Regions from separate parts of the Mus musculus genome. Here all the other regions are linked to region 1. The links are chromatin contacts, called in public HiChIP or PLAC-seq and promoter capture Hi-C maps. All regions are on one chromosome and are shown on one strand. Each heading gives the region's core, a stretch centred on a gene start, on an enhancer-like site or on the middle of the called end of the contact. The rest is flanking DNA. Distances are from core to core; before and after follow the strand shown. Region 1 holds the start of Kpna6 (karyopherin (importin) alpha 6). Region 2 holds the start of E330017L17Rik (RIKEN cDNA E330017L17 gene). Region 3 holds the start of Bsdc1 (BSD domain containing 1). Region 4 holds the start of Tssk3 (testis-specific serine kinase 3). Region 5 holds the start of 1700108I11Rik (a long non-coding RNA gene). Region 6 holds the start of Hdac1 (histone deacetylase 1).

Region 1 (4,561 bases), core at 845-3,344:
AAGCATCAATTTACTGTTGCTAAAGGGATTCCTCAAACTACCGAGGACTACACACTGTGATTAAATATATCCTTATATTAGACTGGTCACTGAAGTTAGCTGAAAAGTCACCTACCTCTACATACTAAAAATTCTTTCATGTCTCATTCTTGCACTGAAGAACTTTTTTGTTTGCTTGTTTTGGTTTTTTGACACAGGGTTTCTCTGTGTTGCCCTGGCTGTCCTGGAACTCACTCTGTAGACCAGGCTGGCCTCAAACTCAGAAATCCGCCTGCCTCTGCTCCCCAAGTGCTGGGATTAAAGGCGTGCGCCACCACCCATCTAATGCCTTAAATCTTAGAGGCTGCTGTGAAGTAAAATGTGAAAGAATGTCGTTCCTGGCTGACTCTCATCAGCTATGTTAGCTCCTTCAAGCCTGTTTCTCAATCTCTAAAAAAACGTCTCACAGACGATGCCTTTCCCTCTAGGGCTCCAGTTACCTCCCAGAATCAATCTATACTTTCCAGAGGATCTGGAAGTGTAGAGTGCTTTAGGGAAAAGAACCGCTCGCTGTATTCAGGGTGGGAAGAATGCTGTTACATTGTTTGCAGAGTTCTTGCTAGGTTACACATACTCCCTTCCTAGAGATGTGAAGGCTCAGAAATGGAGGAACGTAGGGCTTGTTGCAGTGTGTTAGACGCCTTCTCTATGCACAGTTTTGTTTGAAAACTGGATGAGAGGTGGGAAGTGGCAGGCCAGATCTGATTCTGAAATCACTGGCAGAGAAAGTCTTTTCTGTTTCCTCAGAATTAGAGATTATAGCAAACTTTAGAAATGCACTACTCTTTACAATAGGCGGAGGTCAGCAATTCACTCTAAACTTTTCCACTTTCATTCAGACTAAAGATTTCAAACTGGACCCATATCAAAACACAACTTCCCAACTTTACGCAGGGTTAAAACTGTCCCCCCTCTCTCTCATCCCACCACTAGAGGGCCAGCCCATAAAAGGCACCAGTTAATTCCTAGGGCTCTGGAGTGATCACCCTGGTTTAATCACCGCGTGACCTTGGATAAGTTACTTTACCACTCTAAGCCTCAGTTTCCCCATCTGCAAAACAGGAATAACAGCAGCACCTATCCCACTAGATTGCAATTAGGTTAAACAAGACACGTTAAGCACTGACAATAACGTCTGCACGTACAGATTGGCAAATTTAAAGTTTTTCACTTTACTGATGCCAACAAATTACCAATACTGGTTTCACTTCTGAATTCGAAGACCATCATCGTATTCTTTTGAGCAACGGCTTTCGTATCCGGAATGCTCTTTAAAAAAGATCAACAGGTCTCTCTTTTTCTCCTAACCAGAGTTGGCCCAGAAACAGTAAGTCCCTGACCTGTCTGTGCCAAGAAGTCTTGGCTTTGGTCTCTCTACCACTGCGAAGGCTGTCACTGAGTCTAGCCGAACCACCCCATTCCTGCGCCGACTGGGACATTTTCCTGGCCTTCAAAGGCCCAAGCTCTGCTGGACCCGGCCGGCCCTTGGTTACCGGGCCGGAGCTGGCCTGCCCTGGGTCTCCTCTCCAGAGGACTCTACCCTCTACGTAGGCAGCTAGGACTTCACTTGGTTCAGAAGCCCGGCGTCCAAAAGCCCGAGGAAGCAGGCTCTCCGCGGCCAGGCCTGCTGCTGGAGCCCGGAGCCCGGCCCCCGGATCCACGGCAGGCGCAGGGCGAGAGGGCAGGGCTCTGCTTACCCCGGGAAGCGCGAGCTCTGACCCGAGGCCACCACGTGGGGACAGCCCAGGACGCTAGCAGTGCGGAACAAGCCCCCAGGGCTGCTCCCCGTGCGGGCGGCCCTACGCCAGCCCTAAACTGGCCCGAGGGGCGCTCCCGATCTGCCTTCTCCTCCCATGCCTCTCTGGATGCTTCCGACATCTGCTTCGGACGAGAGACAGGCCCTCGCCAGACCCCGCTCCCCGACACCTCGGCCCGAACACCCATCTCCTGAGCCGCTTCACTCACCCATCGCGGCTCCGCTCGCTCGGACTTGGCGGCGGCCGCAGCGGTAGCTTCAGCGGTAGCCTCGGCAGACAATATGGCGGACCTGCAGGACGGCGGCCTGACGGGGACAAACGTTTTATACCGTGCTAAAACGCGTTCTTAACCCTCACGCCCCCTTCCCTCCAAGGGATATCAGGATAGGGGCGGGCTTAAAGAGAACGCAGCCACTAAAGATGGCAATTAGGGATGGAATAGACAGCCGAGGCTGGAGGGAGACTAGAAGGAATATGTACAAAACAAAGTGTGTCAAACTCTCTGCCTCTGCTTCTGTCTCCCAAGTGCTGGAATTAAAGGCGTGCGCCACCACCGCCCGGTTGCCACAAGCACTTTAAACCACTGGGCCATCTCTCTGGTCCTTGCTGTCTGTGGTTTTAAAGGCAGAAGGGGCAGAACGATTGGACCTGGAGATCCAATCTCTTTCTGTTTTTATTTCTTCTTTATGGCGAGACCTTCTTTCCCAAAAATTCTTCATAATTAAGCCTGTATAGACCCTGAACTAAATAATTATTTTGAGAGAGGAAGTGATTCGTTCAAGGCTCCGGAGATAAGGAAAAGGAGTGGAGATTAAGCTGGGGTTTGAATATTGTTTTTGTTCATTTGAGACAGGATCTTTACTATGTATCTCTGGCTGGCCTGGACCTTTATAAATCAGAAAGACTTCAAACTCACAGCGATCCACCTATCTGCCTCCCAAGTGCTGAGGTAAAAGGCTCCCAGACCAGTTGTTTGTTTACGGGAGGCAGGGTTTCAGATATCCTAGACTTGAACTCTAGATTCTCCTTCTTCCACCTCCCCTCTGCTGAGGTTACAGGTGTGCGCTATCACACTAGAGGGAGTTTGTTTCTCCAGCAAAAGGGTGTGGTGGGGTAGGGGCAGAGCCCAGTAACCTTTTAATGACAGGGTCAGTTCTATATTGCTGACTAGTATGACCACCACCTTCCAGTGTCTGACTTATAGCTATTGAATGAATAAATGAACAAATAAACAAGCAAACAAATAAATAACAGGTCAATGAGCTCCCTTTTTTAGTGATGAGGACCTTGAAGCACGTGCCTTTTGAATCAAGGAATTTGGGGCTGATGCTTATTAACCTCCTTATTTTGCATGATAGCATTCCAGTCTTCCACATCAACACACAGAGCCGGGGTTACGTCCAATCTTGCCAATTCTAACCAAATGCCTGGCCGATAAAGTGAAACAACTCAAAAGTCAAATTCTATGACTTGAGGAAAAGGAATACTGTTATCACAATAATCAACCTCCTTATCTCACTTATCTCCAAAATCGTTCTGCCCCATCTGTCTTTAAAACCAGAGACAGCGGGGCTGGTGAGATGGCTCAGGGGGTAAGAGCACTAACTACTCTTCAAGAGGTCCTGAGTTCAAATCCCAGCAACCACATGGTGGCTCACAACCATCCGTAGTAACATATGATGCTCTCTTCTGGTGTCTAAAGCTACAATGTACTTACATATAATAAATAAATTCTTAAAAAACAAACAAACCACAGAAAGGACCAGAGATGGCCCAATAGTTGAAAGTGCTTGTGGCAGCCGGGCAGAGCAGAGGCAGGCGGATTTCTGAGTTCAAGGCCAGCCTGGTCTACAGAGTGAGTTCCAGGACAGCCAGGGCTACACAGAGAAACCTTGTCTCGAAAAAACAAAACAAAAACAAAACCAACCCTCCCCCCAAGAAACAACAAAAAACAACAAAAAGAAAAAGAAGAAAAGAGAAAGTGCCTTGGAATCCCTGGTGTACAGAGATCTCCAACTTCTGAAATTGCATGCTATCTTTGCTCATGTGCTATTAACCAAATGTACTACACACACAAAATAAATAAGCAAACAAACTAGCATTTCTCATCAGAAATGAGATCTGGGGCTGGTGAGATGGCTCAGTGGGTAAGAGCACCCAACTGCTCTTCCAAAGGTCTGGAGTTCAAATCCTAGCAACCACATGGTGGCTCAAAACCATCTGTAACGAGATCTGACTCCCTCTTCTGGTGTGTCTGAAGACAGCTACACTGTACTTACATATAATAAATAAATAAATCTTTAAAAAAAAAGAAGTGAGATCTGATGCCCTCTTCTGGTGTGTCTGAAGACAGCTAAACTTACATATAATAACTTACATATAATAAATAACACAAGGCCCTGGATTTAGTCCTGAGCTCTGGAAAGGAAACAAATATGAAAAAGACCAATACAAAAATCAACAGAAAGGTAACTAAATACATTGTATCGCTCTTCTTGTAGCAATTTCCCACTGCCTGCTCTCAGGAATTTTCTTCACTTTCAAGGGTCAGAAGCTGGCTCCTGACACACTGGAGTTAAGCAACCCTTTGGTGCTTCACTCTCACTCGGGTGGCTTTCCTCCTCATGCCCGCCTAGTGACCCCAGCAACCATAACTGTCATCTCGGAAGCACCGAGAGTTCCAACACGGTCCCTATTGTGCTTTTTTTAAAGAAATAAAAATGTAAAAATTACCTTTTTGGGGCTGGCTCAGCGATTCAGAGCAC
Region 2 (4,561 bases), core at 771-3,270, 230 kb after region 1:
CAGTCAACAGAATTGCCAAACCATCCTTGATAAAGACCTCATTAACTGTATAACGTATTTTTTAACCTTGCAATCACTCTTTGTTTATTTTGCACCACGTACCCTAATCCCATTCATCTCTTTATCTCTTTGTGTCTGCTCTCTGCCCTTGCAACCCCTCTCCAAATAAACTTAAAAAACAAAAACAAAAACAAGGCAAAACAGAACAAAAACAAAAGGCATCTTATTATGGGAGCTGCAGTGTGTCCCACAGCGTACCCCTCTGTCCACACATCTTCACTTGCAAACGTTCATTGCAATGACTCCTTGGTCTGGTCTGAGTCCTCTGGCTTCTGCTACTCTATCAATACTGCATCCTTACCTGGACTCCTTTCAGATATCCTGTTGCTGCCCTGAGTTATGGAGGCTCTGCTGCTTTCAATCTGCAGGCCTGGCCCCTTTATGAGCTCCGGCAGTTCCTAGATGGGGTAGATGTTGGGGTGGGCCAACCCAAAGCCCTGGATCTGGGCCTGGGTGGTAGCCAAGTTGGTCAGCCCCCCAGCTCTCTCACACCCACGCCACTAGAGTGAGCTCTCCAGCACTGCCTTGGCTAGTTCACCCAATGCCCTGCAAGGGGCAGGGTCAACTCTCCTACTCTCATGCCCTCGGGCTGGCTCACCTATCTCCATGCCACCAGGATCAGTTCTAGTGTGCTACCCAGGCAAGATGCAGGTCCTGCTCTCTTGAGTGCTGCAGCTGTTGAGGGGCGGGGCTGGCTCTCCTGCTCTACAGACCTCTGGCCAGCCTCTGGCTTAACATAGGCAGGTTTGAGGAAGGAAGGGCATCTCTCCTGTGACCACTCCACCTCTTGGCAGATGAGGGGTGGAGCTACCTCCCCACACACCCATGAGCCCCTCACTTGGTCCCCCTAACCCCATGGCCAGCTCTATTGTGCTACCCAGAGGAGGTGCAAGGCCTGCTCTTCTGATTGCCCCAGTGAGGGGCGGGACCAGGTCTGCACAACCCTTGGTCCCAGGCAGCAGCCCAGACTAGGGATCTCTGCATGGACTTTGGTGGTAATATGAGCTGTAAGCATGGACACAGACCTCTGCTGCTGCTCTCCTGGGGACACAGACATGGCCCTCAGTGTAATGTGGGCTAGAAGTTAGGTCCCCATGGCCTCAGGTAGCAGGGCAGGCTGCCGACATCAGGCAGTTCCTTTCTACTCTTTCTCTACCACATATTCGTACATTGAATGTTGTAGTGGCTCCTGTGGTGGGCGGTGTCTTTGCTGAGCTGCCTCATTGGCCCTTATTGTGGGGTTTTGAGACAGGGTCTCCAAATGTAGTTCAAGTCAGCCTTGAACTTGCAATCCTGCTTTAGTGGCCCAAGTGCTAGGATTCCAGGTGTGACTTTCTACTATGTTCCTTTAATATCAAGTTTTCATTTTTTTTATCTTTTGCTCATTTTTCTATTGGGTTGGGGATCTTTTCATTGATTAGGTGGGGCCTTTTCTGAATTGTAGAACTATTCAGCCAGGGTAGACTTTTACCCCGATCTACCCTCTTCTACCCAGGTTCAAGTTGCAGGGAGATACTCACTTCCATACTATGGCTTCTCCTGTGGATGTCAACAATCCTGCTCTCTGATAAATGAGTGGGGAGAGGGCCTGTGAGACTCCCCAGAAAAGCCTGAGCTGTGGGTGGGTGGGTGGGTATCACAACAGCTGAGCACCTCAGGCCCTGTCTCTGGAGGTCCACAGCAGATAGTGAAGAGCTGAGTGGCTACTGTTGCCCTCCAGCCAAGGTGGCCTGTTGCAGACACTTGAAGCTACAGAGAGGATCAGCCAGATGTGGGAAGTGGGTGGCCTGGATCCTAGCAGTTCCAGATGTTTGAGTGGGTGGGGCACCGGGGGAGGTAGGCGACCTGTAAGCACTGACTGCCCCACTTTGAAGTCCTGCAGCGACAATTTTCTCCTCCCACATCCCGTGACCTCTGCCAAGGTCACGGCTCAGTCCCACTTGCCTGCCCAGTGCCCGGCGCACTTCCTCAGGGGCACACAGCCCGGGTCTTCTCAAGTCATGTTCGATATCTAGTTAAGGGGTACATTTATCTCCAGTGTTCCCCGGGACCTTCCCTTTTGATTTTCAAGAACATTTTCTTCCCTCTGCCAGAGCAGTCCTTTCGAATCAAAGGCTCGGCTTTTCCAAAGCGTAGTTTCTGATGTGGGCTTCAGTGGACTGGCTGCGAAGTTCCTGAGACAATGAGAGGGGATGCTGGCTGTCTCTTTCTCTTTATCTTCTCGCAGTAAAGCTCCAGTTCTCCTTGAGGTAAAGTGGAGCCTCTGATTGACGCGAGGACGCGGGGAAAATGAAAGCCATATTATTATTATTTCAAGTTGTGTTCTTGCGGCGTTCCCGGATGTCTGTGGTACGTTTGTGTTCCTCGTGTGTTTGTCATCTTTTAACTTTATTCACAGAGTCTTCTGTCACTTGCAAGTTAACTGTTTTTAGTCAAATTTAGATGTTTTTCTTATTTTTCTTCTAGTGCTGTTCTGGGGTTTGCTTTTTACATTTAGTTCTTACAATCAAAGGGACTTTATTCGTACGGGTGTTGAGTGCGCCCGAGGTGGAATTCAAATTTTGTACTTTTTCTAATTGTATTTATTAAATAAATTCTTCATCCAGGGGTCAGAATCCTTCACTTCTGGTACATAGATGGATAGATAGAATTCATCTGGTTTTATAAGATATTTTTACTTATGGTTTGATCAGTCCCTCATTTTTCCATGTGTGTGCACGCGCGTGTGTGTGTGTGTGTGTGTGTGTGTGTGTGTGTGTTTGGAGGCCAGAGGAGGAGGTCAGATGTCCTCTATAACTCTCTGCCTTGTTTCACTTTTTTAAAAAAGATTTATTTATTTACTTATTTATTATATAAGTACACTGTGGCTGTCTTCAGACACTCCAGAAGAGGGCATCAGATCTCATTATGGGTGGTTGTAAGCCACCATGTGGTTGCTGGGATTTGAACTCAGGACCTCTGGAAGTGCTCTTAACCGCTGAGCCATCTCTCCAGCCCCTTGTTTCACTTTTTAAATTTTTTTTTTTTAAATTAAATTCTAGCAAGGCTAGCTAGCCACTTCCAGCTATCCTCCTGTCTCTGACACTTGCAGCCACTGGGGTTATAGGCACATGTGGCCAATCCTACTTCTTTGTGTATGTGTTTGAGATTCAGACTCTTATCTTCAGACCTGTATAGTGAGCGCTCTCACCTACTGGGCCATCTCTCCATCCCTGACTTCCCTCATTTTCACTAGGAAAAAAACAATGTTTTTTGAGACACGGTCTCTCTAAATAACCTTGGATGACTTGGAATTCACTACATAGACCAGGATTATCCAGGACTCACAGGGATCCCCCTGCCTCTGCCTCCTGAGGGCTTCACTCAGTGTTTTCCTTCATTGGACATGGTGGCACATGCCTGTAATCCTAGCGCTCTGGAGGCTGGAGTAGGAGATTGCTGAAGACTTTGAGTCAGGCTTATATATGAAGGGCAACATAGTGAGTCTGAGGCCAGTCTGGACTATGTAGCAAACCCTACCTCAAAACACAAAAATAGGACTGGGGAGATAGCTTAGTGAGTAAAAAGCACTTATGGGAGGGTCAGGGGCCAAATCCTCAGAGCCCAGGTGACCTAGTTATTTTCTGTTGCTGTGGTAAACACTGGGGCCAGAAGCAAGTTCAGAGGAAAGAGTTTATTTGGCTCATGAGTCGCAATCACAGCCCATCGAGGAGGGAAGCTGAGACAGGAACTCAAAGTAGGAACTTGGGGGCAGGAACTGATGCAGAGACCATGGAGGAGTGCTGCTTACTGGCTTGCTCCCTTGACTTGTTTTGTTTGTTTGTTTGTTTATAAAACTCAGGATCACTTGCCCAGGAGCAGTGCTGCCCGCTTCGAGCTGGTCTGTCCCACACCAATCACTATCAAGAAAATGTCCCTCAAGCTGGGCATGTGGCGCACTCCTTTAATCCCAGCACTTGGGAGGCAGAGGCAGGTGGATTTCTGAGTTCAAGGCTAACCTGGTCTACAAAGTGAGTTCCAGGACAGCTAAGGCTACACAGAGAAACCCTGTCTCAAAAAAACCAATCCAAACCAAACCAAACCAAACCAAAACAAAACAAAAACAAGGCCCCTCAGATATGCCCACAGACAAACTAGTGGAAGTAATTCTTCAACTTCAGTTCCCTCTTCTCAGGTGACCCTTCACTTGTTGTGTGAAGTCAACAAAACTGACCAGCACACCATCTGAATGCTACAGCGGGATGGAGATGGGAGGCGAAGCCTTGGAAGCTGGAGGGTGAATAGCTGGTGTGCACAACCCCCTAGCAACGGGCAAACAAGGCAGGTAATCTTCCAGCGACCTTGCGTGTGCACTCACACAAAAGAGTGCATACAAACATACGCGCACATACATCAGATACACAAAAATAAACAAAGCACATTTTTTTCCCTTTCTTTCAGGAGGAGTGTGGAATGGGAGTCAGTGCTTAATGGGCACTAAGTTTCCATTTGGTTGTAGAGA
Region 3 (4,561 bases), core at 981-3,480, 210 kb before region 1:
CCCTCCCATACCCATTTCTTGAGAAGACCTGGAAATCCCCTACTTCCCCCTTCTCCTCCCCCCCTCCCCGAGGGCCTATAAAAACTGGGACCCCTTTCCCCTCGAGGTCGACTCCTCTACCCCTGCGTGGGATGAGTCGTCCCTAGAGCTCTGGCTTTCCCCAAATAAAGCCTCATGTGGTTTGCATCAAGCTTGGTCTCTCATGAGATCTTGGGGGTCCGCTATTATCCCGAGGCCTGAGCGAGGGGCTCCTCTTGGGGTCTTTCACCCCCACCTCCAAGTGCTGGTATTTATGGTGCACAAGCTGCAGTTCTCAATAGCATGGTCAGAGTGGGTAAGAAACTGAGGTCAGAGAACTGCAGGCAGAGAAGACATGTTCAAGGGCTCAGGGTCAGGAAAGCACCAGAAAGTTTCTGGGAAATCTAAGTAGCCTTTGTATGTGGGGCAGTGTGAGCAAGGAGGGTGGAGGTGCAAGGTCAGACCAACCAGGTAGGAACAGAAAGGAGAACCCTGGGAGGAGGCACGGCCATCTGACTGGCATGGTTTTATGTGTGCGATTATAAATTAACAGTTCAGGGCTTGGATGTAATTTACTGATAGCATGTTTGCCTAGCACCTGCAATATCTTGGATTAAATTGTCTAGTTAAAAAAAAAAAAATACATGCCGGGCAGTGGTGGCGCATGCCTTTAACCCCAGCACTTGGGAGGTAGAGGCAGGCAGTAGTTCCAAGTGACCTTTAATGTGGGGAATGAAATTGCAAAGGTAGATTCTGTTGGGGATTAAAGAACTCAACTTGTTTCTTAGCCCATCTTGTTCAGTAGCACAAATCATTTATCACAGCATTTTTTAGCTTTAAACCTTGTGCATTCGTTGCAGGCAAAGCATGGACCTTAGAAGGGAGAAAGACCACTGGAAATTACTCATTCCATTTTTTCTCCCTTAACAGCCTTATGGTGGTCTACTTTATTTTTTTATTTATTTATTTATTTATTTATTTATTTTTATTACATATTTTCCTCAATTACATTTCCAACGCTATCCCAAAAGTCCCCCATACCCTCCCCCCCACTTCCTTACCCACTCATTCCCATTTTTTTTTTGGCCCTGGCATTCCCCTGTACTGGGGCATATACAGTTTGCGTGTCCAATGGGCCTCTCTTTCCAGTGATGGCAGACTAGGCCATCTTTTGATACATATGCAGCTAGAGTCAAGAGCTCCGGGGTACTGGTTAGTTCATAATGTTGTTCCACCTATAGGGTTGCAGATCCCTTTAGCTCCTTGGGTACTTTCTCTAGCTCCTCCATTGGGAGCCCTGTGATCCATCCAATAGTTGTTAGTTTTTTAGACAGGAGAAATACCAGCAACAATCTTTTTGAAAGTTAGATGGGAGGCCTTGGGGAACACTGGGAGAATTAGTATATAGCTTGTTCCTCAGGCAGGTAAGAGGCTATGGGATCAGGTAGCAGTGATGACCTTGATTACAGTGTAGCCTTCGAGGAGGGGAGTCAACCTCCTGCTGGAGGTGAAGGAGGGGTTTGTGTAGATTGAGGAAGTAGTAGGTAGGGCCACAGGATCTATGTAAATCCCCCTTCCACCACACAATAGACCTCAATTCCCCCCTATCAGTGGGATTTTTCCAGAACACTTTCAGCTAGCGTTTTCTTAAATCGGGCTTAAGAAATAATGTGAATATGTATCTGCCTCTCCAAATGATCCTGGGTGTCATCCCGAGGAGAGCTCTGGATTCTCCCCATAGCCTTACTCTGGCTCTGAGGTCCGCAATCGGAGCTTGCTGAATTAGCCTGCAGCAGAACACCAAGGAGCTGCTACGCGGCTGGCTTCACAAAGGGGGGCGGAACTTAACTCCAGGTTCTAAGAACACAACGTCCCAACCCGGCCTCTCCTTTCCTCGCCTCGCCTTCTAATTGGCGGTCTAACGAGCCTGCCGAAATTGGCCCGGAGAGGCCACTGTAGTCAGGGACTACCGGGAAAGCTAGCGGCTGGTTGGTGGGACCCGAGGACAATCTTACACACCATTGGATCGAGAGTTCAGAGGCGGGACAAATCGCATTTGGGACATGGATTGGACAAAGGCCAGACACATTGATGTAGGGGGGCGGGGACTGGGCGGAGAGTTGTCCTTGTGTTAAGATTGGGGCACGCTCATGGGGGCGGAGCCTGAGGGGGCGGTGCCGTGTCGGAAGTCAAAGGTCGGTAAATAGTGGTGATGTCATGCTGGCAAGATGGCGGAAGGGTGAGCTTGGCGTTCCGCTTTCTGGCGTTGGGGGCTTGGGCTTTTCGAGGGATGGGGTACTGGGCCAGGGGTCCCTGTTGGGGACAGGCTGCCGGTGCGGGTGCGGACTGAGCTGGAAGGGCAGAGCGGAGGCGTGGTGCGAGGGCATGGGGAAGCGGCCGGAAAAGCCTCATCTCCGGCCGGAGGCTGGGCTGGAGTCGCCCGGCAGGGCCGTCAGATGTGTCTGTCTTCCACAGGGAGGACGTGGGGTGGTGGCGGAGCTGGCTGCAGCAGAGCTACCAGGCAGTCAAAGAGAAGGTAAGCCGGGCCAGCACCCTTCCCTCGGCAGGGCACCGCGGCCGTCTCCTTGCAACCAACCCCAGCTAGCCCCTGCTTGGGTTTTTTTGAGCTTCTGTGAGGCCATTTACGAGAAAAGGGTAGAACACCACCACTAACAACATCTTACTCTTAAACAGCAATATTTATTAGAATATGTGACAGTCACTACTCACAGACAGGTTGGGAGGATATAGACCTTAGCCAGACAGATAGTCTTGGGCCTCACAAAGCTCAGTCTGGTGTGGAGGCAGTCAAGCAAAATAGTTGCTTAGTTACTGTTGTGAATACCGGGAAAGGGCAGTCCCTAATTGTCCAGACTAGGGAGTCATGAGCATGCCAAGGAAGGTGTAGCCAAGAATCCGGGTAGAGATGAGGATTGCCATATGCGCTGGTACCTGATGGTGCCTATGTGACTGGTTTACAAAGGGATGAGGGGGGGCCAGAGAGTGGAGACCTGGGGAAGTGGCTGTGATTGTGACTAATGCTTGTCCTTGTCCTAGGCAATGCCAGTTGGTGTTCCTGTTTTATCCCACATTCCTTTATTTACAGGCAGCCCAACTAAGTCGTGGGGTAACTAATTACTGTTTACCTCAAGCAAGTGAAGGGAGTCGTGCTTCAGGGCAGACTCCGAGAGGCTTCTGATCTCAAGTCAGCCCAGTACTTTAGGAACGGTTTTTGTTTGTTTGGTTTTTGGTTTTTTGGTTTTTGTTTTTATTTTCTCCTTGCTCCGGGTTCTCCTGGGAAGCCTCCGCTCAAGCTACAGCTCAGCACATCTGAGAATTCCCTGTGCTGGAAGTTTTATTGATGATGGAGAGGCAGGACTTTACGCTAAGGATTAATATGAGACCTCAAGCATGCAAAGAAAGTGTGCTATCCGGCAGGTGTCCTGTCCTGTGAGGACTCCCCGTGTGTTTCGAGGCTTTCAGGAAGAGACTTAATCTCTCCCTTTAGTTCCTTACATTTCTGGGAACTTGGACAAGTTATTTTGTTGTTATTGGTGGTGGTCGTGGTTTGTTTTATTTTGAGACAGGGTCTCATGGTGTATGTCGCCCTTGGCTGCCCTGGGACCATTATGTAGACCAGGCTGGCCTCAGCCTCACAGAGATCCGCCTCCTTCTGCTTCCTGAGTGTTGAGATTAAAGGCGTGTAGCTTATGACTTGGGCAAGTTTGTTTATCTGGTTTCTTCTTCTTCTTCTTCTTCTTCTTCTTCTTACCTTCCTCACTGTGAAATGGCAGTACCTCTCTAATGCGATGTCACGAGGATCACATGATAATATGCAGAACACTCAGACAATATGTGGTCTCTCTGGGTGCTACATAGGCATTCGCTCTTTATTAAGTGACTCAGTAAAACTCAGTCACCGTTTTTCGACTTTTCCCTTGCTCCTCTGCTGCCGTCTTTGCTGCTGGCCATCTCCGCTCCCTTTGGGTCGGTGTCTTCCTGCTCTCTTAGCAAACGTCCTCTCATTTTGAGAGGGGCGTGTAACCTGACTTCCTCTGCTTGCTTCCTTCCCACTCCTGCCTTGAGTCTACTGAGTCCCCATCCAGTGCATCCAAGTTCATGTACAGATCCAACGCGTCCAAGTTCATGTACAGACAGACACAGCACTAGAGAAAGCTCTGCTGCATTGTGTGCTCCCCCGACACGTGCCCTGGTCTCACTTCGTCTAGGCACGCCCCCAACAGACCTTTTCTCCCTCTTATTTTACTCTTCCCCTTGACGTCGGAAACTCTTCCCTCAAGTCTGTGTTCAGCAGCCTGGCATACTTTAAAAATACGACGTCAATAAGCTTGATTTCGGGTTACTCCCTCCCCACCCCTGAAGCCACCACCTGGACACTTATCTGTAATGACAGTCATTTCACACTTGCCAGCTCCACTGGGTACTTTTTAGCCCTTATCTTTCTGGAACTTTCTGCAGCAGTTGGCACTACCATGCTCCCCACCCCACCCTACCCCACCTTTTTTTGAACTGTCACTCTTCC
Region 4 (4,561 bases), core at 846-3,345, 180 kb before region 1:
CAAGGAGTCAGGAGGTCAGGCCTGCATTCCAGGTGCGTTGGCTTTTATCTGGAAAGCGAGTTGTAGCACCTGAGTGGTTCCACGGGCTCACCTTTCTCTCCTCACTTCTCCCGGCCTGCTGATGCTGCTAGGGCCTAACGTAATGAGTGCTAATTAATCACCTATATGAAAATCATTTGAGCGCCATTAATAAAAGAAAAATCTAAATAAGGCCCTTAGTTCCAGGAAGGTCTTTACAGGGAAGGTGAGAGGCCTGTGGAGCCGCAATGAGGAGGTGGAAGTCAGCCATGGGAGAAGTGGACTTAAGTGTAAAATATAGATCACCATTTTAGAAGCGGGTTTTTTCAGTTTGCTTTCTCCCCCTACTTTATTGGGGAGGACTTGCCATTGCTTTTATCAAGTGCTTGCTAGCCATGGGTGCCAACTAACTTCTTCGATTGAAGGCCGGAGTATCATGTCTGGTTCCAGGAGCCGCTTGAGCAGGTCCTGGCATTCGGTTGAGATGCCCAAATGAGTGGGGAAGGACACCCCCTTCTGCTGCTGCCACAGCATCTTGGGGATATCTGTGTCATCAAAAGGTAGACTTGCACAGAGCATTACATACAGGACCACACCCATGCTCCAGACATCACCTTTCTTGCTATCATGGGGTATGCCCTGTAGCACCTCAGGGGCGGCATAGGCTGTGCTGCCACAGAAGGTCTGGCTCAGCTCCCTGCGTGACTTGGGTAGCACCTTGGCAAAGCCAAAGTCGGTCAGCTTCAGGTTGAAGCCCTGCAACAAGGCGTTCTCACACTTAAGGTCCCGGTGGGCCACGCCACAGCCATGGCAATAGCGAATAGCCTCAACCATCTGGCGGAAGAGGGCCTTGGCCCGGCTCTCGGGAAGTGGCCCTCCGTTCAGCACACAGTCAAAGACATCCCCTCCCTCAGCCAGTTCCATCACCAGGTAGATTTTTCCATCTGCTGACTCCAGCATCTCATACACCTGGATGATGTTTTTGTGGTCCAGGGTACGGACAATCTGGAGCTCACGAGGCAGGAATCTCTGGATAAACTCTGAGGGAAAAAGTGGGGAGACAAAAATCAAGATCAAAACGTCCTGGTTCCTCCCTCTTGGCTCCTGCTTTCCAGCTTCCAGACACCTACCATGTCTAGGTGTTCTTTCTTGACTCCCTGACCAGTCTCGGGTGTCTCTAGCAGCAAGTATTGCCTTCCTTTCATGATTAGCTCATCCTTGGAACCTCCTCCCAGCAGCCTGTGAGACCACAGATGAGGGATTTGGGAAGTTCAAAGCTATTGCATCTCACTATTCTTTCCAGGGATCTATTGTCCTGTCCCTCTTCCACCTGCAGGGTACCAGTTCCTGCTGTCTTCTGGCCAACGCCTCTTGGGACAGGAAAAACTGAGGACCTTTTGTTTTGTTTTGTTTTGTTTTTTATTTTGTTTTCTGAGACAGGGTTTCTCTGGATAGCCCTGGCTGTCCTGGAACTCACTTTGTAGACCAGGCTGGCCTCGAACTCAGAAATCCACCTGCCTCTGCCTCTCCTGAGTGCTGGGATTAAAGGCGCATGCCACCACGCCCGGTTTAGGACCCTTTCTTTTTCTTGTGCTACGATTGTGGCTCTGGAAAGGTGTGAGGATCCTGGTTTCCCTACATCCTTCTATTTAGGGCAGGAATCTGACTTGCTTTCTGCCATCCTGACTCAAAGGGAGGAAGAGATGCTCTGAGGAAAGGGCCTACCCGTGTTGGCTAGCCCACCCTTCCTCCCAAGGACCCCAGCTCACCTTCTGGCCCTCCCATCTTGTCTATAATTTTAATTGCCACTTTTCTTTGATGTTTTTTGGAAAATGCTTCTTTGACTTTTGAGTAGGTCCCTTCCCCAATGGTCTTGCCCAGCTGATACCCATTGGAGAGTAGAAAGTCCTCCATGCTGTGTAGCGCCTCCTTCTTGTCACCCTCTCAGCTCATGCTGCCTCTGCGAGGCAGCTCTACTCCACCATCGCCCTCGGCCTGCTTCTTTTCCCCCCAAGGACTTCATTCACAGCTGCCTCCAGGGCTAGAACATTCTCCGTCTGGACACAGCCACAGGTGGTGGGGAGGGAGAGGACCAGACATTTTTAAACTCCTGCCCAATTGTGATGTAAATGCTGTGTGACCCTCAGACAACATGGGCAGTGTCCCTACTTTCCCTCGCCACCACCAGCAAATCCAGCATGGGTTAAGTCAGTCTTGAGCAAGGCGCAGAGTGGTAGCGATGCTGGGGAACGGGCCTGGGTGGCCGCGTAGGTCAGGGAGGCGGGCCTTCTCCATGTGGGCTCCGCTTCCAGGCAGGTCGCCCTCACCTCCGAAGTCCCCATCCAGCTGTTGGGAAAGAGTGCAAACTGGTCACCAAGGTGCGATCTCCAGAGCCCTCTGGCCTCAGGCCCGGGCCCTCACTAAATGCCGGAACGCTCTGGGACTGCCTAAGAATTCCAGCGAGGAACAGGCTGTGTGAGGTCAGCACGCAGAGATCGGGGTCACAATGCAGTCCTCCCCTTCGACGCTGGGGCCCGGGCGCGCAGCAGACACCTGCCAGGCTCCGCCTGGACCGGAGCGTCCTCCCGTGGCCAGGGCTCGGGCAGTTGCTTCCAGCCTGGGACCGGCCTCGGCCTCTGGCAGGTAAGCCACGACACAGGAGACGGGCACGGGCAGGGAGCATCTAGGGGCCCGGAGCTGCCTGACCGCCACTCCTATACAGAGTGCCCCGGGGCCTGGACATGAGTGCCCAGGAGACCCCACAGGGTCGAAGATTCCCCATTGAGGCCGGAGACTCCCCTGGCCTTGCCTCCGCCCCCGAGTCCCAGGATAGCCCGGAGCCTGTAGCTACGGATCAAAACCCTGTCAGGTGAGTCCGTCGTCCCACCCCTCGGCCCTGCCCCATCGCCATCCCCAGGGCCCTACCCCCAAAGATCCCAGGCGCATCCCCTGGCGCGCCCCAACACTTTGCGCCCCCTGTCGCCTGCCGCTTTCGCCAGGCCGCTCCGACGCTGCCCGGGCTGCCACTGTCTGACGCTGCTGCACGTGCCCATCGACGTCTACCTGGCCATGGGCGGGAGCCCCCGGGCCCGTGCTACCTGAGTGCGCCTGCGCACGGCAGCTCTGCAGGAGCCGGGACGGACGAGGCCAGCCGCGGGCCACCACGCTGAGGTCGCACGCGCCGAGCACGAGACAATGATGCACATTTTAAAATAAAAGAATGATGCACATTTTAATAAAGCACAGCATAAACTGTTCTTTCCATTCCGGGCTGGCCGTGTATGTGTATCCGTCGGATCGGGCCCACCGACTTCTCGGACCCAGCCAGTATCACTCTTGGGCTACCTCCACTCTTAGACCAGACTTCCACCCGCCTCCACTTCCCTGCCCACCTCCCACTTAGGGGGTCGTCACCCTCTTCCAGGCGTTTTTTTCTTGGTGGTTACTTTCCCTTCACCCAGCTGTCAGTCTCCTCTTCCTTGTCTTGGCTTTGCCAATGAAATCTTCATTCTCTGCGGGACACTGGCAGCTTAGAGCAGCTTGGGACAGAAGCAAGAAAGGGAAAGATGAGCAGCCGATGTAGAAAATAAATAAATAAATAAATAAAAGACTGATGGGCTGGTGAGATGGCTCAGTGGGTAAGAGTACCCGACTGCTCTTCCAAAGGTCCGGAGTTCAAATCCTAGCAACCACATGGTGGCTCACAACCATCCGTAATGAGATCTGATGCTCTCTTCTGGTGTGTCAGAAGACAGCTACAGTGTACTTACATATAATAAATAAATTAAATAAATAAATAAATAAATAAATAAAAGACTGACCACTGCAACACCATGTAACTCTCCCAAGCTAGAATTAGATTTGACTCCCTGCTGTTCTTTGGCCTGCTGCAGGGGTCAGGCCATCTGACCCCATCTGTTTGGACCTTTTGTTTCTCCTAAGACCAGCAGAGTTGCTGAGACTCAAGTGATTTGAAAAATATGTCCCAAATATTTTTTTTTTATTTTACTTTATGGACATGAGTGTTTTGCCTGGATGTGTGTGGCTGCACCAGCGTGTGCCTGTTGAGTTCCCTGGAACTAAGTTAAGGATGGGTTTGAACCACTGTGTGGTTGCTGGAAATCACACCTGAGTCCTTTGTAAGGACAACAACTGCTCTTACGCACTAAGCCATCTCTCCACACCCCACCCCCACCCCCAGTCTTTTTCTTTTCTGATCTGGCCTGGAACTCACTTTGTAGACAAGGCTGGCTATGAACCTGAGATTTACCTTCCTCTACTTCCCGAGTGCTCAGATTAAAGGCATGCACCACCATGCCTGTACCCCTAAGTTTCTTAATTGCATATTTCATAAGTGAGGAATTAAAGGACATGCCCGAGGTCCCCCTTGATAACAGGTAATGCTGGGACATAAAACTGCTCCACTTTCTTAAACTAAATGCCTTGAGGGGCCCTCTCAAGCAGAAGCCTTGACAGGAGGGACCCCAAGAAGGGAGCCTACTTAGAACACATTCCAATTTTGCTATTGTTATTCTATAGTTAT
Region 5 (4,561 bases), core at 1,361-3,860, 180 kb after region 1:
GTTTAATCCCCTATGTGGGACTTGGAGCTGCTTTAGAGTGTCCGCAACAGCTGGTTGTGATTTGCTTCATGCTCCAGCAGGGGAGCAATTACACCAGCTGCAGGTGGTTTCTGCATGTGTTTGACATTCGCAGTTCTAGGGACTCTTTGAAAGGATATATATGGTAGATCCAATCAACCACTTTTGCTATTTGTCAAGTGGTTGTGGGTAAAGAAATGAAAAGAAATTGGATATCCTGACTGGAACAAACTTGCACCAAGGAACTTGGTGCCTCAATGCCCTCTTTTCCCTAGTGTTAGGGGCTTGGAAGGTAGAGTTGGGGGTGGAGGGAGAAGGGTGATAATGAAAGGAATCCACCAGGCAGTGGTGGCGCATGCCTTTAATCCCAGCACTTGGGAGGCAGAGGCAGGTACATTTCTGAGTTTGAGGCCAGCCAGGGCTACAAAGAGAAACCTGTCTCGAAAAACCAAAAAAAAAAAAAAAAAAAAAACCAAAACAAAAACCATAAAGTAGCCAAAAGTCTGGCTACAGATAGAGACTGGGTGTGATGCTAGCCTAAGTACTTTGGTCCTGTCTAGGTTAGACAGGACCAGGGAGTTCAAAGCTACCCTGGGCTTTATGGCAAGAGCCAGTCCATCTTGGTGAGCAGTTACAACGGACAGCTTTGTGCTGTGCTACTTAGGCGCCGTGGGTCACATTGCTTGGTTTTAACCTTGTGCCTTGCATTAGCCCTCTTAACTTCTGTGGTTGGTTATGATCATTACTCTTGGCTCTAAATGGCATGCTTTGTCTTTTCACTCTGGCTGAACTTGGTTTTGGTTCAGCTCCTCTGATATTGTGTATCTGACCATGCCGATGCATCTAAAGTTTCATGGCCTTGTGTCAACCTTAGTGCTCTTTCCAACTTGCCACATCTGCCTCATTTAGCTCTTTTTCTTTGGGGGTTCTTACTTCTTTAATGCCTTCCTTACTTTAGTTCTAATTGGTTTTTAAACCCAGAAACAAGGAACCTGGAAAACAGCTCAGCGGGTAAAAAGGCTGAGCTCATCCCTGGAGCCCGTGCTTGAGAGAGAGAGCTGGATGCTACGGATAGTTGTCATCCCAGCACTCCTGAGGAGAGAGAGCGAGCAGAGCCAGCTTGTGATAGTGCTGGATGGTCTCAACAATGACAGCTGAAAGCTGTCCTCTCACTGTCACAGTGTGCCCTGGCCAGTGTGTCCCAGCGCTCACACCAAAGCTTTGAAAGAAGCTTGCCAGGTTACACCTTACCCAGCCATCTCTGGTGGGCACGCAATGCCACTGTCTTAGTTACTACTACCAACATACCCAGTGTAAAGGGTCCCATTCTATAGTATTTCTAAGATTTAGAAAAGAAAAATTTGATGTGTGTGTGCCACATGTGTGCAGGTATCCATGGAAACCAAGAGACAGAATTGGATCCCCTGGAACTACTGCTGAAGAAACGTGGGCCCTCTGCAGAACCTGCAAAAGCACTCACACCGCCAACCAACTCTCCAGCCACCTCCCTTTTATTTTTTTAATTTTAAGGCAAGCATTTCCATCTTCTTAAATCTCATCCCTTATTTGATTAAAGGTTCAAATTTAAGTGCCTTTTTCTGATACCCTTTTCATTAACTTTTCTACATAATTCCCACCAACTTATAAACATACTATTTATTGCATGATAAGAGTCAGAGCTGAGGCTGGCAAGATGGCTCAGTGGTTAAGAGCGCCGACTGCTCTTTCGAAGGTCCAGAGTTCAAATCTCAGCAACCACGTGGTGGCTCACAACTATCCGTAACGAAATCTGATGCCCTCTTTTGGAGTGTCTGAAGACAGCTACAGTGTACTTACATATAATAAATCTTTAAAAAAAAAAAGCTGGAGTTGGTGGTATAAACCTTTAATCTTGGCATTATTTGGATAGCAGAGGTCGGAAGATCACTTGAGTTTAAGACCACCCTGGTCTGTGAAGTGAGTTCCAAGGTAGCCATGGCTTTGTAGAGAGAACCTGTCTTTATTTGGTTTGAGGAGTTGGCAAGATGGCCACCATGCCTGAGTTTGATCCTTGGAGCCTGTGCTGTAACACACAAGTGTGTACACATACAAAAGACAAATCGTTTTGATTTCACATCTACCTTGTTCTGACACAGAAACACACCCTGTACTGGGAATTGAACACTACAGTTAAATTTCTCTTTAATTTACAGTAAAACTAAACTTACATTCTCCTTTGAGTCTGTTCCAGCATAGATTGTTTTGTGGTTTGGGTTTTTTATTTTTGAAACAGGGTCTCTATAGGCTGGTCTATAACTTCTTATGTAGACCAGACGTCTTATTTGGGATTTTTATCCTCCGGCCCCTTTTAAGTGCTGGATTTCAGGCATGCACTGCCCTCTCTGTCTCCCAGTGAGAATTTTTATTTCATTGGGATTACTCCTATAAAGACCACCAGAAGTTCTGTTGCACTTAGTTTAGTGGTGGGTTCTCCTAGTGTTGGATTTGTCTACCTGGTGGGATTGATGCCACTGAAGTCTTCATTGAGCTGGGCAGTTGTGCTGCATGCCTTTCATCCCAGCACCCAGAAGACACAGGCAGGCAGCAGATCTCTTCGAGTTTGAGAACAGCCTGGTTTACAACAGCCAGGGCCTCAACACAGAAACAAACAAGCATTGTGACTTAATAATGGTTCCTCAGATGCGTGCAGCTAAAGTTCCTGGGCCTGACATGATGAGTGGGCTTCATGTGAATAGCAGTGCTGAAATAGGCATTTCCTAGGTGAACTGGCAGACTGATGGAAGTTCTTCAGAGAGCCTTTCCTGGGTTTAATGTTGCTGGCTTCGCAGATGGATGAAGGGCGGGCCCCCAAGCTAGCACTGTAGGTAGTATGGGGGACCCACAGAAGGCAAGGAAAGATTCCCCACAGCCAAGAAGGAACAGGTGCCGCAACACCTGGGTCTTATCTCCATGTGGATCTAAGGCACTACGGCCTGGGAACATCTGCCCTGGTGATAATATTGGGATTACAGGTGTGTGCCAGCACACTTTGCCCCCCCCCCCCCAATGTGGTCTCCCTCTGTAGCTTGCTCTACTTTGTAGGCAAGGCTAGCCTTGAACTCACAGAGATCCACCTGTTTCTGCCTCCCGAATGTTAGGATTAATGGTGTGTGCCATCACATCTGGCTTTAAACCTTAATTTTTAAAATTACATTTAATTTGTGTATGTGTTTGTGGGTACCCCACAGCATTTGTGTGGAGGTTAGAGAACAGCTTGCAGGAATTGGTTCCTCCACTTTTGAGTCCCAGGAAGTGAGGTTGGATTGTAGGCTGATGCCAAGCCACTCTATCTGCTGAACCATCTTGCCAGCTTTTTATTTTTTATTTTTATTATACATAAGTTACACTGTAGTTGACTTCAGATGCACCAGAAGAGGGCATCAGATCTCTTTATGGGTGGTTGCTAGCATTCGAACTCAGGACCTTCAGAAGAGTGCTCTTACCCGCTGAGTCATCTCACCAGCCCATCTTGGCAGCTCTTAAGTTTTCCTTTTTTTTTTTTTCTAGTTACGTAACCAAAAGAAAACAAAAACCTAGGTTGGCCTAGGACTCCCAGTGGTCCTGTCTCTCCACACCCAGCTGTGGGGCTCATGGTGGCACACACTTGTAGCTAGCATTTGGATGGCTGAGGCAGGAGGACCTAGGCTACATAGGGAGTCCATGTATCAAAACCCCAAGGGATTAAACACAGCTTGTTGAGTGCTGTGACAACCTCCTGTGAGTGAGTGCGGTGTGCCTGCTACGTGTTTACCCACTATCCTAGCCACTGAGGATACCAGGGGAGGGAACATGACAAACTGGCAAGAAATTATTAAGGGGTAGGAGAAGAACATTTCTTTTCAGTTAAACATCAGTGCAATAAGAGAACGTGAGGAAGAGCATAGGAATTAGTGATTAATACAGTCAGACGGAATGGCCATGAGACCGAGGAAGATGAAGGAACCCGCTATATGCTGAGATATATGAAGATGGTACCAGTATTTCCCAAGGAGTTTGTGTAAACTTGAAAAACTGCTTGGTGTGGGTTGGCACAGCAGTGCAGATCCTGAATATGGTAAGGAAGGCAAGCAAATTTAGTGAGGTTGGGAAGGTAGGTTGGTGATGCTAAGGCAGGGATCTCAGTAAATGGGCAGTGTACTCTCACAGGGACAGCCTTAGCCATGTGCTTTGTTCAAGAGATCAATGTCTCAGCACCAGCAATATCTTGTTTCGTCTTTGAGACAAGGTCTTACATCTAGCCCAGGCTGGCTTTGAACTGGCTAAGAATAGTTGAGGATGACCTTGAATCCCTGATCTTCCTGCCACCGCCTCCTGAGTGCTGGGGGTGGTGGTGACACGTTTGTACCACTAGTTTTTGAGACAGGATTATGCCTACTTTGGCCTGGAATTCCCACCACCTGCCTCAGCCTCCAGAGTGCTGGGATCACAGCATCAGAATGACACCCAGCCCACACAAGTCATCTGAGTCAGAGCCTCTAACTGTAGATTGCCGCTTTCTGCAGAG
Region 6 (4,561 bases), core at 1,500-3,999, 130 kb before region 1:
AGGCTTTAGTCCCAGCAGGAAAACTAGGTGGCAGATCTCCTTGAGTTCACAGCTGCCTCGTCTAATAGACCAGTTCTAGGACAGTCTTTTGTGTGTGTGAAGTTTTGCCTGCATGTATGTCCAAGCACCACATTCCCATCTAGCACTTGAAGCGCGAAGAGGTCACTGGATTCCTTCCAACTGGAGTTACAAGTGGCTGTGGGGGGCCCTGGGAATTGAGCGCAGCATCTCAGTAGGAAATGCTCTAAACTGGTGTGTGTGTGTGGTATGGATGTACCCGTGAGTGCAGGGCGGTGTGGAAGCCAGAAGAGGGCGCTGGGTCCCTGTAGCTGGAGTCACAGGCATCTGTGAGCCTCCCAAGGTGGATGCTAGGAACTGAGCTTTGTCCTCTGCAAGGGCTGTACACACTACCAACTACTGAGCCATCTCTCAGGGCCCTGCTTTCTCCAGTTAACAAAGCAAGGAAAACCTCTGCAAGGAAGTATTAGGGCTGGCCTTTAATCCCAGCACCTGAGAGGCAGAGAAAGGAGGATCTCTGTGAGTCCAAGAACAATCTAGTGGTCTACAGCACCAGTTTCAGGACAGCCAGGGCTATACAGAGAAATCCTGTCTTGAAGAAAAAAAGAGAGAAAAGGAGGGGAAATTATGTAATTCTATTATAATCTCAAAAAAAATTATGGGGCTGGAGAGATGGCTCACCAGTTGGGAGCACATACTGATCTTCCAGAGGTCCTGGGTTCGTTTCCCAGCAACCACATGGTGGCTCACAACCATCTGTAATGAGATCTGGTGTGTCTAAAGACATCTACAGTGTGCTCACATACATAAAATAAATAATTCTTTAAAAAAATTATGCCTATTATACTACCCAATCTTTTAGGAAGTGGAGATAAGGAGACTTTTCTCCAAGAAATGTATTATCTACAAAAAACAAGAAGAAGAAAAAAAATTCCCAGCACTTGGTGGCCAGAGGCAGACGGATTTCTAAGTTTGAGGCCAGCCTGGTCTAGAGAGTAAGTTCCAGGACAGCCAGGGCTACGCAGAGAAACTGTCTCAAAAAACCAAAACCAAACCAAACCAAACCAAACAAACAAAAAGAACCGAAACAAAAAATGAGGCTGCTAGACAGTGGTGCACCCCTTTAATACTCAGGAGGCAGAGGCAGGGGGATCTCTCTGAGTTCAGAGGCCAGCCTAGTTGGTCTACAAAGCAACTTCCAGGACAGCTAGGGCTGTTAGAGACAGACCCTGCCTTAAAAACAAAACAGAACAGAAACAAGAAGACACCAGGCTTGGTGGCTCCGTCACCCCACAGCACTGGGAAAGACTGAAACAGGAATGTGGCTAACAGTTGAAAGACAGCATAGTGAAAGAGCAATCAGGACCACTGAACCTTCTTAGTCCACTTCTTCAGAATTAAAACAGGCCAGGGTTGTGGCACATGCCTTTAATCCTAGCACTCGGGAGGGGGGTAGGATAAATCTCTTCCAGTAGGAAGCAAACCTGGTCTACAAAGTGAGTTCCAGGCTAGCCAGGGTTACACAGAGGCCATTTCCAAAAAAAAAAAAAAAGTATCAACATAGCTCTTCACCCTCTACAACTGGAGTTATAACACCCTTTTCTAATCCAGCTAAAATTACTATCTGAATTATTTTATACCGACAATTACCAAAAAATATCTGTCTTCTAAATTTCAGATCTAAACAGCCAACCGCCTACTGGCTGGCTGGCTAGATGTCCCCTGAACAACTCAACTGCTATTCCCAAAACACAAATGCTGGACCAAGTGGTGTAAGCCTGGAGTCAAGAGTAAGAAGAAGGGGCTTAATCCAAGACCAGCTGAGTTACACTGTGAGACCCTTTCTCAGATAAAGGTGCTGTCCCCTCCCCCTGCTGTTGGCTCCACTTGCCAGGGCCTGGCTTGTAACTCCAGTTCTTGGGTCCTAAGCACTGACACACAACCTGCTCCTCTCAGGTTGGGCTGAGGCTCCTGCTGTGTTCTCCTCCACCCCACATTCCCTTGTCCCAGCGCTAACACCGAAAGATACCTGTGACATTGTCTAGCTCCCCCTTCAGACGGGAACTCAACACAGGAAATGTGCCTCGATGAGCCCTCCAGCCCCAACAGAAACACAACCCAGGACAGAGTAAGATGCTCGCGCTGGCTCAATGAAAAGTCGTTTTAACAAGTTTCATGCACCTCTCTTCTTGCATCCCCGGGGAGCCCCATTTCCCAACTAGCAACTGCAGGCCCTACTCATAGACTTGGGGGATGGAGTGGGGGAGGGGATGAGTGGCCAGTCCTGCAGAACTCACCAAAAGAAAGAAAGAAAAAGAGAGAGAGTGAATGGGGACAGTGAAAAACCTTTGTATTCTCAGCAGGGGAAGATATCCAGGCAAACCGTCTCCATCATATTCCGATCCCCGCCGCCACTTAGGCTTCCCTCCAGGAATCCCACTCCAACTTCAGGTCGGATTCCCCGAGAATCTCCGCCACCGGGATTACCGCAGACTACCCCTTCCACGACCCCCACCTCATCTCCGGCCTCAGCCTCGACTTCCTCTCTCCAACCTCCTCCTTCAGCCTCGACTTTCCCTCAGCCTCCCCGGGGCTTCAGCCTCCTCCCAGCCTCCTCCCCCAGCCTTTCCCCAACGCCCGGCCCGCGCCGCCCACCCGCAGCTCACCGTCGTAGTAGTAACAGACTTTCCTCTTGGTGCCCTGAGTCTGCGCCATCTTGCTCGCCGCCCGGCCCTCCCGTCAGTCTGTCCGCCCGCCCGCCCGCGGCTCCTTACGGCGTCCGACCAGGGGGAGGGGCCGGCCTCGAAGCCCCGCCCACCCCCGGGATCACCTATAGCCGCACAGCCCGGGCCTCACTCTAACCAATCGGCATGCGCGGGGTCGGGCCCGGAACTCGGCGGGGGGCAAGGGCAGCTTAGAGAAGCCACCGCGGGCCCCCTGGGCCTGTACCAAAGTCCGGCGCGGAGGGGTGGGGGAGACCGGGGGCCGTACCATCGAGTCCCGGGAGAGGGAGTCGGCTCCGTAAACTCTGCAGCCCGCTTCACAGTTGGGAGCGTGTGCAAAGATCAGAGGCCAACTTTCTCGTTTTACCGAGAATACGCCGAGGCTTCCCGGGGAAAGATGCTTGCGCAAGGTCACGCAGCTAAAAGACTAGGTTTGGTCTGGATTAGAACTGGAGAGAGAAATGAATGGCAAGGAACAGAAAGAAAATATCCAGAGGCCTACTGTAGTGGGGCAAGACCTTTATGTGCTCATAAGTTCTGACGGACTTTTCTTTTTTAATGTCAAAGCTCGTTTTCAGTTGGGCGTGGTTGCTATGTCTTTGATCCCAGCACTCAGGAGGCAGAGTCAGGAAGATCTCTGTAATCTGAGGCCAACTTGCTCTCCGTAGTGAAAGCATGTCTCAAAAAATAACAAAACAATTTTACAGGTAAAGCTGAAGAGCTTATTCAGTGTTACAAATTAAATTCCGTCTCCAATTGTACATATTTTTTTTAAAAAAAGACAAAATCCAATATGCCCGAGCACTGTGACAAAGTAACAGAACTTGGTGTTTAGTTTTTAATTTACTGGAGGGAGTGTTGGAGGGAGTGTTCCTATGTAATGGCTCTGGGTGGGGGCGGGGCGATCCATCCAGAAAATTTGGGTCAGGCATGGTGGCAGCAACCATCTCACCTACCCAGAACTTAATTTTTCTAAACTGAAAGCCTAAGTTGTTGTTTGGGGGGGACGTGGGGGTGGGGGGGCGGGGTTGTTTCTTCGTTTGTTTTTGCTTTTTTGTTTGTTTGTTTGTTTTTCAAGATAGGGTTTCTCTGTATAGCCCTGGCTGTCCTGGAACTCACTTTGTAGACCAGGCTGGGCTCGAACTCAGACATCTGCCTGCCTCTGCCTCCGGAGTGCTGTGATTAAAGGCATGCCCCACCACACCTGCCTTTTTTTTTTTTAAAGATTTATTTATTTATTTATTTATTTATTAAGTACACTGTAGCTGCCTTCAGACACACACCAGACCAGAAGGGCGTCAGATCTCCTTATTTCAACTGAGTCTTCGACTCAGAAATCTGCCTGCCTCTATCCCCAGAGTGGGTGGCATATGTCTTTAATCCCAACACTTGAGAGGCAGAGGCAGGCTGATTTCTAAATTTGAGGCCAGCCTGGTCTACACAGTGAGTTCCAGGACAGACGTGGCTATACAGAGAAACCGTGTCTGGGGGGTGGGGGGGGAACCAACAACAACAACAAAAAAAAAGACCTTCACCACTCCCCCACCCTCAAGCCATGCCAGCAAAATTTCTTAACCTTGAATTACTTACACTCTTTGTTGTAGGGGCTGTCTTCGGGCCTTTTAGATGTTAATTGACTGCTTGGCCTTCTTCTATACCAGTAGCAACACCCCACACACGCCCTTACTGTGACACCCAAAATTGTCCTTACACATTGACAAATGTCTGGGAGTGTCTAAATGGCAGAAAACCACCATCTCCCATGCTCCTACAAAACCTGAATCCGTCAATCTTCAAGTAGCCATTATTGATCCACCAAA

The links. HiChIP or PLAC-seq counts read pairs in DNA pulled down with a chosen protein or histone mark. Capture Hi-C pulls out chosen DNA fragments and counts their contacts.
Region 2: a contact with region 1 is called in a promoter capture Hi-C map of adipose tissue. The contact joins the promoter of E330017L17Rik here to the promoter of Kpna6 in region 1. A contact is called at or near these places in 1 of 39 promoter capture datasets (cranial neural crest), 3 of 115 datasets of contacts at active chromatin or transcription factors (the 230-238 cell line, bone marrow-derived macrophages and microglia) and 2 of 9 other capture datasets (adipose tissue and liver).
Region 3: a promoter capture Hi-C map of adipose tissue shows a contact between it and region 1. The contact joins the promoter of Bsdc1 here to the promoter of Kpna6 in region 1. A contact is called at or near these places in 4 of 39 promoter capture datasets (embryonic stem cells, erythroid cells, liver and 1 more), 4 of 115 datasets of contacts at active chromatin or transcription factors (the 230-238 cell line, T-cell acute lymphoblastic leukemia, bone marrow-derived macrophages and 1 more) and 3 of 9 other capture datasets (adipose tissue, liver and pancreatic islet).
Region 4: a promoter capture Hi-C map of liver shows a contact between it and region 1. The contact joins the promoter of Tssk3 here to the promoter of Kpna6 in region 1. A contact is called at or near these places in 2 of 484 Hi-C or Micro-C datasets (embryonic stem cells and nephron progenitors), 3 of 115 datasets of contacts at active chromatin or transcription factors (bone marrow-derived macrophages and embryonic stem cells) and 3 of 9 other capture datasets (adipose tissue, liver and pancreatic islet).
Region 5: a contact with region 1 is called in an H3K4me3 HiChIP or PLAC-seq map of embryonic stem cells, with 13 read pairs. The contact joins the promoter of 1700108I11Rik here to the promoter of Kpna6 in region 1. A contact is called at or near these places in 1 of 39 promoter capture datasets (hippocampal neurons), 1 of 484 Hi-C or Micro-C datasets (cardiomyocytes), 1 of 115 datasets of contacts at active chromatin or transcription factors (embryonic stem cells) and 3 of 9 other capture datasets (adipose tissue, liver and pancreatic islet).
Region 6: a contact with region 1 is called in a promoter capture Hi-C map of adipose tissue. The contact joins the promoter of Hdac1 here to the promoter of Kpna6 in region 1. A contact is called at or near these places in 1 of 39 promoter capture datasets (hematopoietic stem and progenitor cells), 1 of 15 datasets of contacts at CTCF or cohesin (CD8 T cells), 4 of 484 Hi-C or Micro-C datasets (B cells, embryonic stem cells, muscle stem cells and 1 more), 6 of 115 datasets of contacts at active chromatin or transcription factors (the SCID.adh cell line, bone marrow-derived macrophages, embryonic stem cells and 1 more) and 3 of 9 other capture datasets (adipose tissue, liver and pancreatic islet).

The regions. Positions count from the first base shown.
Region 1 is chr4:129,670,673-129,675,233 of GRCm38.p6, forward strand. It overlaps Kpna6 (karyopherin (importin) alpha 6), which reads right to left and starts at 2,095. Exons shown (of 14, transcript NM_008468.4): 1 at 2,005-2,095. The coding sequence starts at 2,008.
Region 2 is chr4:129,904,206-129,908,766 of GRCm38.p6, forward strand. E330017L17Rik (RIKEN cDNA E330017L17 gene) reads left to right here and starts at 2,021. Exons shown (of 3, transcript NR_045190.2): 1 at 2,021-2,409; 2 at 4,235-4,384; 3 at 4,501-4,561.
Region 3 is chr4:129,459,449-129,464,009 of GRCm38.p6, forward strand. Bsdc1 (BSD domain containing 1) reads left to right here and starts at 2,231. Exons shown (of 11, transcript NM_133889.2): 1 at 2,231-2,257; 2 at 2,494-2,554. The coding sequence starts at 2,247.
Region 4 is chr4:129,488,675-129,493,235 of GRCm38.p6, forward strand. Tssk3 (testis-specific serine kinase 3) reads right to left here and starts at 2,096. Exons shown (of 2, transcript NM_080442.2): 1 at 1,788-2,096; 2 at 334-1,058. The coding sequence starts at 1,932. The coding sequence ends at 397. It overlaps Fam229a (family with sequence similarity 229, member A), which reads left to right and starts at 2,516. Exons shown (of 3, transcript NM_001085491.2): 1 at 2,516-2,661; 2 at 2,741-2,887; 3 at 3,018-3,282. The coding sequence starts at 2,525. The coding sequence ends at 3,120.
Region 5 is chr4:129,850,621-129,855,181 of GRCm38.p6, forward strand. It overlaps 1700108I11Rik (a long non-coding RNA gene), which reads right to left and starts at 2,611. Exons shown (of 2, transcript XR_868199.3): 1 at 2,511-2,611; 2 at 1,883-2,080.
Region 6 is chr4:129,539,897-129,544,457 of GRCm38.p6, forward strand. Hdac1 (histone deacetylase 1) reads right to left here and starts at 2,750. Exons shown (of 14, transcript NM_008228.2): 1 at 2,685-2,750. The coding sequence starts at 2,733.